Linked DNA regions of Zea mays: all the other regions are linked to region 1. The links are chromatin contacts, called in public Hi-C maps. All regions are on one chromosome and are shown on one strand. The core of a region is the stretch at or near the end of the contact, and the rest is flanking DNA. Distances in the headings are between cores, read along the strand shown.

Region 1 (3,345 bases), core at 230-2,729:
CAGTGTAGCTGCAAATAAACATGTCATTTATTCCATCTAACAAGATGGGTGCAACAAATGAGAAAACATCAAGTTCCTCTAAAATGTAGCTGATAGACAAAACATCTTCCAATCTATGATATGTTAGACCATCATGCTTTGAGCCTGTCACTTGCATAGTGGCCATAGAATAAAAGTTGACAGGTTATATGACCAATACTAGAATATGTTTGTTACCTCTGTTACCCACATGGGTTTTGAGTCGTTGCTTAGGCGTTGAGACATACCGCAGGGGCTTGTTTGGGAGCAAGAATACCGGAAGGGATTGGAGGTGCTAAAATTTTCTTGCTATTCAGATTTGAAAAGCAAGGGGATTTTAGCCCCTCCAATCCCCTCTAGTATCCTTGTTCCCAAACAAGCCCCAAGTGTCACATGAAGCCACAGGGTCTTAGTTATGACATTGACCTAGGCATCACCTAGGGCTCCTAGGTGTCCAGGTTATACCTCCTGTGCTATAGCCTATAGGAGATCACATAGCCTAAAAAACATGGCTACCCATATTCCAAATTTTGCTTCTGCGTCTTGTACTGTTCCTAATTTCTGGTTCTCTAACTTATCTACTCAAAAGTAAAACTTTGCTTCTTTCCAGAGCCATTTAAAGTTTCGAAAGTAATCATCTTACTAAACAGGTGTATTGAAATCAAATTGAAGATGAGAGCATCAATAAAACTTTACAAAATTTTAATACGATCTTATCTGGCCAGTTCACGCTTTTCCATCTAATTAGGAAGTAGAACACCAACTAAACAACTGGCCCTTAAGGGGAAAACAATCACTACATATTTCAGATTTACAAAGCTAAGCAGGAAAAGCAGAAACCTAGAAGCACCACACAAATCTAAACATGGAAGGGAATCAATCACTCACAGATTTCTCGAAGCGAATGCGCTCTTCGGCGGTGCAAATCTCCGAGGTGCACATCAGTCTGTGCTCCTTCTTCCAGTAGAGATCTGCACCCACATCAGAAAAAAGAACGAACCAGTCAGCCCGAAACGGGGTCGCAAGCCAACCTAGGTCGGGGTCTCACGGAAGAGGCGATGCTCGCACCGAGGATCTGGAAGGCGGCGAAGGGTATCACACTGGACAGGGGCTGCAGGAACAAGGACGTGAGCGCGACGATCTGGCCCCGCACAGCGCGGGGCACCGGGAGCGTGACCAGCGCAGCCACCGCAGCTTCCACCGCCACCACGCACGCCAGGATCATCCATTGCAGCGCCATCGGAACCCTGCTCGAGTCGAAGACTCCAGAAAATTCTCTCGTGAACGGGGCAAGGAAGGAAAGCAGAACCGCGGGCGCCTCGGTCTCTCTGATCTGCGAGTTCGTACGGATGGGAAGAGAAGTGAATGTGCGGGTTGGTTCGCCTTCTAGTAGGTTCTAGGTGAGCGGATCACGGACAGGTGGATTGAAGACGCGTCGCATCGGTTTATTCGTCTCGGGCTCTCGGCGATTTGCCTCATCGCCAAGCGATTCGATGAGGTCGTTTTCGCGGCGACTTGGACCAGGCTCCCCTCCTCTCAAATTTGGGCTGGTATCCTCACAAACGGCCCGTTAAGGCCTTCCTCTCTCCTTTCTTTCCCGTTCGCCCTTGGTCCGCCTCGCTTCTTCTCGTGCCGCCTCCCCCTGTTTCCACGAGCTGGGGTTTTAGCGGCGAAAAGAGGGAAAAGAAAGCCAGCGAGAGAGACGGAAAGGGGAAGATGAGCCGGAGCCTGGGGATCCCGGTGAAGTTGCTCCATGAGGCAGCGGGTCACGTGGTGACGGTGGAGCTCAAGACCGGCGAAGTGTACCGGGGGTCATTGGTCGAGTGCGAGGATAACTGGAATTGCCAGCTCGAGAACATAACCTTCACTGCCAAGGTATGCTCTCCCTGCCCGCGCTACCTTCGGATCTGAGCTATATTCTCATGGATTATGGTTCCCTGAATATTTTCTTCCTTTCTGTTGGTTAATCTGCAGGATGGGAAGGTTTCGCAGCTGGAGCACGTCTTCATCAGAGGAAGCAGAGTGAGGTAATCGAAAAACTAGATTTGTTTCGTCATGCAATGTTGTTGAGTTACGGCGGCCTAATTTTTTTTTCTGTGTGTGGGTTTTGCTGCTGTTATGTTACAGATTTATGATTATACCTGATATGCTCAAGAACGCTCCCATGTTCAAGCGCTTGGAAGCGAGGATTAGGGTTTGTTACTGATGATTCCCTGTACCTCTTAGTGTCTTGTTGTGAGAAAACTAATGGTGAGATGGTATATAATTTTCTTGTTTTGTCGAATGTAGGGCAAAGGATCAGCTATTGGAGTTGGTCGTGGACGTGCTGTTGCAATGCGTGCTCGGGTATGTTGCTTTCCATTGTTTTGAGTTGTGACACTTTTCGCTTTGATTGTTTCACCAGTGTATCTTTATTTCATTACATAGTTTTCACTATAATGACTAACCTGTTTGTGTAATTTGCAAAAGAAAATGCAATGAGTATGTGCCCTTGTGAAATAATAAAGTTAACTGTGCATTAACTCTTTCCAAAGGCACCACAACACTTTTGTTGGTTGACTGCATAGAATAATCTCACTCATATCAGTTAAAATTATGAATTTATGGGGTATTTTTTCGTACGCTATCAAACATGTCAAAGATGAATAATGCTGCAAATCTGCTCATGGATAGCTAGAACATCTCCATCAGTTCTGTTATTGAATTCTAGTTTAATGGATAATTGGATATCACAAAATATTGGGGAGTTGTTTTTTTTGTTTTCTCATCAGTATGATAGCTAGAACCTCTCCATCAGTTATGTGCTCTTCATCAAAACACTGTTACTTTGGATCTCCTTTTTTTCCTCGCTCTACCTCAATCATTGTTTTTCCCGTTGCCTTTGGTTTGGCTGTATATGATTGGCTCAGATATGAGTACATGATATACATTACAAACCACTAAAACATATTCACTTCTATTGGTCCACCTTCTATAATTTGATTTTATCTTCTTTTGCCCGTGAGGCCATAACTAATGGAAACCTAAAATGACTATATAGGGTTGCAAATTGCTGCCTCTAGGGTTTCCATCGACCCTCTTTAATATAATTGTTAGTGTTAGACTGTGTTTGGGCCGACACCACTGTTGGGCTGCCAGCCCATTAGGGTTAGGGTTGAGTCTATATATATTGTATCCCATCTATTATCAATACATCATCCATTACACTATTCTACATGGTATCAAAGGATTAGGTTTAGGGTTTCTCCTCCCACCTCCCACACCAGCCGCCAATTGCTTCCACACCAGCCGCCGCCCCTCGGGAGGCTCATCCTTCCCTCCCGGGGG
Region 2 (3,345 bases), core at 302-2,801, 180 kb before region 1:
TTTCCAGAGTGGTCGATTTTCTGTTCAACAATCATGAGAAGCATCTGATTCTTTTCATAGGCCTGGATATGCTACATTCAAATTCCATGTCTGAGGACAAACATATGAAAAGCATGCCATCTTTTCTGGTCTGGGAATCTCTAAAATCGAACCTTATCTAATGCTTCATCCGTTTCAAATTAAAAGTCATCCCAACTTGTAGAGCTAAAGCATCTGACCGTATTTGTATAATCAAATAATAACATTTATTGTACCAAATAAGTATTATTATATTCTTCAGTAATTGTTTTTTAGAGTATGCCTATTTGATGCCATAAATATATGCAATTCTCTATGTACTTTTGTTTAAACTTGAGATTTTTTTTTGATTCTCTAAGAAAGTTGGGGTATTTTGTAATTTGGATCGGAAGGAGTAGTAAAGTCCAAGAATAGCATATTCAGTAGTTGTCAGGAAAGATGGGAGCTCTGTTGTTCCTATCTAAACCACATTAGTTCAAATAATGTTGTACTTTAGGCTAATTCACCTGCTCAGAATGCAGTACCTAACCTTGAGTTAGATTTTAGTGTTCTCCAGATAATCCCACCACCAGCTCACAGTAATAAAACTGTAAAGGTTGAGTAACTATGCCAGATTACAGACAGCGTAACAGGAAAGACTCTCACTGGTATTTTCTGCATATATAATACAAAAATTTATTCGATGTAGCCACGAAATTACTGGTTGAAAATTCGAACAAGTTGGAGTACAGTTAGCTCTCTTAGACATAGCGCTGGAAGATAATGTCAGCAAAATTATCTTGTTTTTTTTTTGGCTTGGTACACTAGCAAAGCATCCGGACCAGCAGAGACTAATAATGATCTTATGTCACGAGGCATAGCAAGGAGACAGAAATATCTGGACAAGATATGCTATATTACCTGACTCGTCGGCTGCTGCATCTAGCACCACTAGGCGGCCCAAAGTAATATCAGGACAAAAAAAACATGATGGGGGCTTAGACAGGACTAACATGCAAGCATGTTTTTAGCATAGACACCAACGAACTAAAGTGATTTTATTTATTTCCATGTAAGAATTCCACTTCCATGTGTATGAACTCGACGGAACAATCTCGGGTTTGGACGAATCACGAGAGCAAAAGTTTTGGGAGGGCCTTGGTTCAAAACTCTTGGGGACCAAAATTCTACTGCAAGTACCTTGTGGTCGAAGCCAGCATGCCTAGAGAGAGAGAGAGAGAGAGAAGCAGCTATTCAGAGAACCGAGACGTCGAGAAGGCTAGGCCACGATGAACATGACATGAACTGGGTGAGGCAAGAACTCAAGGAAGGCTGCCAAGAAAAGAAAAAAAAACAAGAGAATCGGTGGTTACCAGCGCGAAAGCAGAATTACCTGCTCTACCACGCAGAAGCAGAGAATCCCGTGCAGCGCCTCACTCCACTCCCATCAGAGCCCAGGCCTTGTGCTCCTTACCAATTGCCCCTTGTTTGTGCTCAGCGTACCCAAGGGTGGAGAGAGAGATACTACTGCGCGTAGTGAGAGAGAGAGAGGTGGGGGGCAAAGTGAGGAAGAGGAGGGGGGGTGGTGTTTCATCAGTTAAAGTGGCACTGGCACCCCCACTGGCACTGTGTGGTGCTTGATTATGGAAAGCAGCAGAGGTTTGGTAAATTACTGGTAGGGGCAGGGATGGATGTAGGACAGTGATGCCGCGCTGCTCCATCTCACAAGTGGTGGTAGTACAGGCAGACCTGCAAAGGGAGAGGGAGAGGGATGTTGTATGTGTGTGTGTGTGCCTGCACTGCACTGCACTAAAGATGCACCAGGATATTGTTTGTGTGTGTACAAGTAAGTATACATACATAGGCTTGAGCTTTTTTTTCCATCCCTTTTGCTGTCTTTGTACCACCACCACTACTACCACCATCTAAGGAAAAGGGCACGATAGAAAGTGCCCACAGCTTGCAGTAAAGAGTAAACAACTGGGGGCTGCTGGATTAAGCGTGCTTCCACTTCCACCCATCTAAAAGCACTGAGTTGAGATGCTAATGTACTCGTAGATATTTCGTTTCCGGGAGCGAAGGGATAGGAGCATTGAAAAGAGAGAGGGATGAAAAGGGATTCAATTCAAGGGATGTGTGTGACTTGTGGGAGAGTTGGGAGTGGTAGGGGACCAGAGGTAGCGCCATGAGATTTTTGTCAGAATTGTGCCCCCCCCCATTGCGCGTCGCAGCTGTTCTTGCGTAACATGCCTGCGATGCGGTGCAAACTACAGCAGCACCCACCCCGCCCCGCTGCGTCTGCGCGCGTACTTGACTACTTGTGGATGGTGGTGGTGGTGGTGGTGGTGCCCATCACCCAGGCGTCCAGCAGTGGCATGGCCATGACTCACACGCAATGGCTCAGCAGCAGCACAGCACAGCCACCAGTTGTGCGTGGTTTTATTTCCGGTGGTGTCAGAAGAAAGCAGTTCGGGTGGGCAGTGCTGTGCAGAGGGGTAGCTTTTGCAGTTTTCCTTGTGCTGCCGCTCTGCACAACATGCCTGCCTGCAAGTTAACTCCGCCCGCTGGCCTCGTGCAGTGCTGACTGCTGTTTCTGATGGATGGATGGATGTGGTGGGATGGATCCGATGACCACCCATGCATTCCCTTTGGATGGTTGGAAGGGGGACAGACGGGCCGAGAAAAGACGGGGGGCAGTTCGTACGCCGGCCGAGGGCTTTGGGTGCAAAAGCCGAGATGGGTTTTTGTACAGTACAGCCATTGTGCGCGCTCTGCAAAAGCGAGGTTGCCGACTGCGGATCTGCACTGCACCCTGCCAGATCTGCAATTTATTCCTCAATCGTGTAGTAGTAGCAGTGGTACGCTGTACAACAGTGACTAGTGTTTTCGTATTAAAACCGACTCTCGAGCTCGGCAGTCAGCAATCTGCATTTTCGATCGGGGACGAATGTTCAGACAGTCTGCTGCGACGCACGCTGGATATATGTATGATGCTTCTTTCTGAGACCACCAAAAAAAAATGCTCCTCGCAGATGACGAGCTGCTCCGGCTACAGTACGTGGTACAGGTATGATGTGTCCTGTGACTGTTTCGCCGGGGAGGGAGACGAGGGAAAAGGAGATGGAACCACCCATGTGCTTGACGAAAGCACGAGATTGGTCATGAAGCGGTAAAAAAAAAAGAGTAGACAGATTCATTGCCAAGCGCCATGGCCTTTTCTTCATCAAAGGCTACATGCCGAGGAAAGACTCCGAAAGAGTGGTGCTGGACTCGAGCAACAAAAAGAAGATAAAAGGCACAGGCCCCCAAAAAAAAGGTATCCGCTAAGGTAAAGTGATTGAATCTAAT
Region 3 (3,345 bases), core at 548-3,047, 130 kb before region 1:
CTCCACCTTTCCCCATCACCAGAATTGTTAATGTGCTCACATCCTTCACATCACAAACACAAGCAGAACATGCATTGATCACCAATTCTTAAAGAAGCATAACCAACCCAAAAACACGACAATCCTTGACTAATATACTACCTCCTGGCCAATTCATTTGCCATCTGGGACAATATAGTAGACCAAAGGCATCTTCTGCCCTGCTTTATTAAAAGCAATTTTGTGGAGGCAGCAGTTTACATGATAACGTTTAGACATTGCACAGCTAGGTCGCCAACTCTAAGTGCGGACCTAGCATGCGTGACAAAGCTCTAGCAGAGACCAGTGGCGGACGGGAAGGGGGGGCAAAGTGGGCCATGCCCCCCCCTCAATTTTTAAAACCCCTTATACCTAATGTTAAGTATAGAAAAAACTAGAAATTTGGATGGGCCAAAACAGTCCCGTACGTCTAGGTTTACTCATTGGATCGGCTCAAACGCTTAGTCCTCCTGACTCTCATCCTAAGTCTCGATCTAGTCCTCACATCTATCTGTCCGGCTCTATTCTTTTCGATATCACCCGAGCCAATCCGCCCTGACACCCCCCGTTCTCGACGCCGCCCCCTTCCTGACTCCATTCTTTCCCAGAGATTCAATATTTGAATTAGATTAAAATATTCACTTTTGATTGTGAATTGGAGATTAGATAAATAGTTGATGGTTATTTCTCCTCTTTATTTAGATAAATGAGGATATTTTTTAACCGTTTTTAAGGGGTTCCACGACCGATGGTTAAGACAATACCAATGTGAACGACTCGTCTATTGCACAAATAAAAAATTTAGAACAATCAAGTGTTGGAATGGCATTTAATCTAGATGAAATAGTTGCATATCCAGCATTAAGAACACAAATTGATGATGAGATCATTATTCGACGATTGATGATGAGATCAATATTCAACGATTTTAGTGTCTCAAAACTAGAAGGATACAATTGCCTCAGTCAGCAACTCAGCAAGAACTTAGCGATATGTTTGCTTCTTTTGTTTACATAGTTTCTTTCTTTGAAGTTACGTGTATTGATATGAAACTTGAATTCTATGCAACAATAGTTTTTATGGTCTTGCTTAATTTTTTCGTGTGATTTTTTGGCCCTCCATGAGTTCTCGTCTCGCGTCCGCCACTAGCAGAGACAGCTCCTAAACTCTACAGAGCCATAACTCGCAAATTTAATCATTGCTGGTTCTGGGTCCACAATAGTATGAGTTAAGCAGACTGTAATGAGATTGAAGTTGTAGTACTTAGTTCGATGACATTAATTTTCATGCGTTAAGAAAAAATAATTCCAAGAACAATAATGAATGGACTTCCCATGGCACACATTCTCGGATGACATCTAGTTTAAACCGGAGGTGTTAACTGATTCACGCATAGAACGTTGCATAAACGCGTAGTGGAGTACCTCCTCCTTGAGTTTGCCGAGGAGTTCGTGCAGCTTGGTCTGTGTAGCCGCCGGAAACTGCTGCAGCCCGACCCACTCGCGCGGTATCGGCGACGCCATCCTCTCCTTTCTCTTGCCCTGCCACTGTGCCACAGCCCACAGGGACGAGCGTTCCACAAAATCAGAAAACAAAATTGCCAGAACGGAGCGGAGTGTGCGCGCGGCGGGTAAAGCGTAGATGCTTACCTGGAGACGCGAGGCCTGCAATGAAAGCCTAGAACGAGGGCAGGGTCGCTGCGAGGTCACGGCGGCGGGGGTTTATGCGACGGGAAGGGATAAGGAGATCGATGAGATGGATGTTTGGGTTTGGGTCCGAGGCTCGGGCCTTGCTTGGCCTCTTTGCTCTTTGGGACGGGAAGTCCCTGTTTCTTTTTCTCTCTTTTTTTGTCCTCTGTTAAAATTTAGATCTATCATATCGAATATTTAAGTGATAATTATAGATATTAAATATATTATAATTATAAAATTAATTTCACAGATAAAACTAAAATACGAGACGGATTTATTAAACTTAATTAAGTCTATATTTCATACTCTCAATTGATATTCAAATGTTTGATGTGATACGAGCTAAACTTTAGTCAAGACGTGTTTGGTTTCGATCGTATGTTTGCAAATGATTTATGAGATATTGGTATTCATTTTTATGTAATTGTTACAGACAAAGCATCGACGAGGTGATACGTGGCTGAACAACCGAGGGAGGGGAGGAGACTCTCTGAATCTCAAGTTGAGTTTAGATATATTAGATTACCTAGGTTTACAACTGCTAGAGACTTGGTTAAGCTACACAATGAAAAATTAAAGAACTTAAAAGAAATTGTTTTTCCTGGTGTGTCTTCTATTTGCTTGACTTCTGATATATGGATATATGGTCTGGTAATGCTAATGAAGACTACATTACTGTTTTTGCTAATTTTGTTAATGCTGGTTGGGAACTAAAGAAGTTTGTGATAGGTTTTAAATTGATCCAAGTATCCCATAATGGTGTTAACATTGTTGAACGCATTGCTTCTATGATTCAATGCTTTGACATGATTGATAAAGTGTTCTCTGTTACTTTTGCTTATATTATCACCTATGCTTGCTGGGTACTTGGGTGCTGGTATTGATCCAATAGATCCTAGTAACAAAATTTATAATGTTGTCCATCAGTGTTGTGCCTGTCACATAATTAACTTGATTGTGATATGTGGCTTGAAAAAGGCTTAAGGATTATTTAGTTGTGTTTAGAATTGCTATTAATTTCTTAAAATCTACAAACCAGAGAATTGGTTCATTTAGTAATTACTGCAAAGCAAAAGGTTGTAGATCTCGTAATTTTGGTTTGAACATGGATGTTAGATGGAACTCAACATATCTTATACTAAAGCATCTCTTGCCATATAAGTTTGTATTTTTTGTGTTCATAAATACAAATTGTGGTTATCCTCTAATGAATGAACAACATTGGTATGTAGATGAAAAGATTTTGGAGTTCCTTGAGTTGTTTTATGAATCAAACGTTGTCATGTCTGGTGTTTATTACCCCACCGGTCCTTTGGTAATCCATCACATACTTGAATTTGCTAGCCATCTGCACGAACATGAACATGATACTAATCTAAGTGTTATCGTTGTTCAAATGAAAGCTAAGTTTATGAAATACTAGAAGTCTATACCATTGTTATATTCTTTTGCATTTGTTCTAGACCCCGTAGCTAAGTTGAGGGGTTTGTATAATGTTCTCAAACTGCCTTCTCATCCTAACAATTATAATTACGGTACTTATTTTGCAAAGGTTAAGACTGAGTTGTATTAGCTATATGCCAAGTATGAAACTAAGTTTAGTGATGCTAGGCCATCCAGGACCACACATCAACCA

Evidence for each region. A called contact is a pair of places that touch in the nucleus more often than the background predicts.
Region 2: a Hi-C map of ear shows a contact between it and region 1, with 2.0 times the contacts expected there. The contact joins the promoter of LOC100285677 here to the promoter of LOC103633373 in region 1. A contact is called at or near these places in 5 of 25 Hi-C or Micro-C datasets (ear, endosperm, leaf and 1 more).
Region 3: a Hi-C map of leaf shows a contact between it and region 1, with 4 times the contacts expected there. The contact joins the promoter of LOC542012 here to the promoter of LOC103633373 in region 1. A contact is called at or near these places in 2 of 25 Hi-C or Micro-C datasets (leaf and tassel).

Annotation. Positions count from the first base shown.
Region 1 is chr1:32,297,619-32,300,963 of Zm-B73-REFERENCE-NAM-5.0, forward strand. It overlaps LOC103633373 (small nuclear ribonucleoprotein Sm D3-like), which reads left to right and starts at 1,480. Exons shown (of 5, transcript NM_001301604.2): 1 at 1,480-1,893; 2 at 1,993-2,045; 3 at 2,146-2,212; 4 at 2,308-2,364. The coding sequence starts at 1,735. LOC100191929 reads right to left here and starts at 1,564. Exons shown (of 6, transcript NR_183654.1): 1 at 1,087-1,564; 2 at 907-989.
Region 2 is chr1:32,122,334-32,125,678 of Zm-B73-REFERENCE-NAM-5.0, forward strand. LOC100285677 (zinc finger protein 7) reads right to left here and starts at 1,552. Exons shown (of 2, transcript NM_001314061.1): 1 at 1,391-1,552.
Region 3 is chr1:32,168,852-32,172,196 of Zm-B73-REFERENCE-NAM-5.0, forward strand. It overlaps LOC542012 (translocon of outer membrane of chloroplast35), which reads right to left and starts at 1,798. Exons shown (of 8, transcript NM_001111659.2): 1 at 1,668-1,798; 2 at 1,443-1,565; 3 at 1-43. The coding sequence starts at 1,541.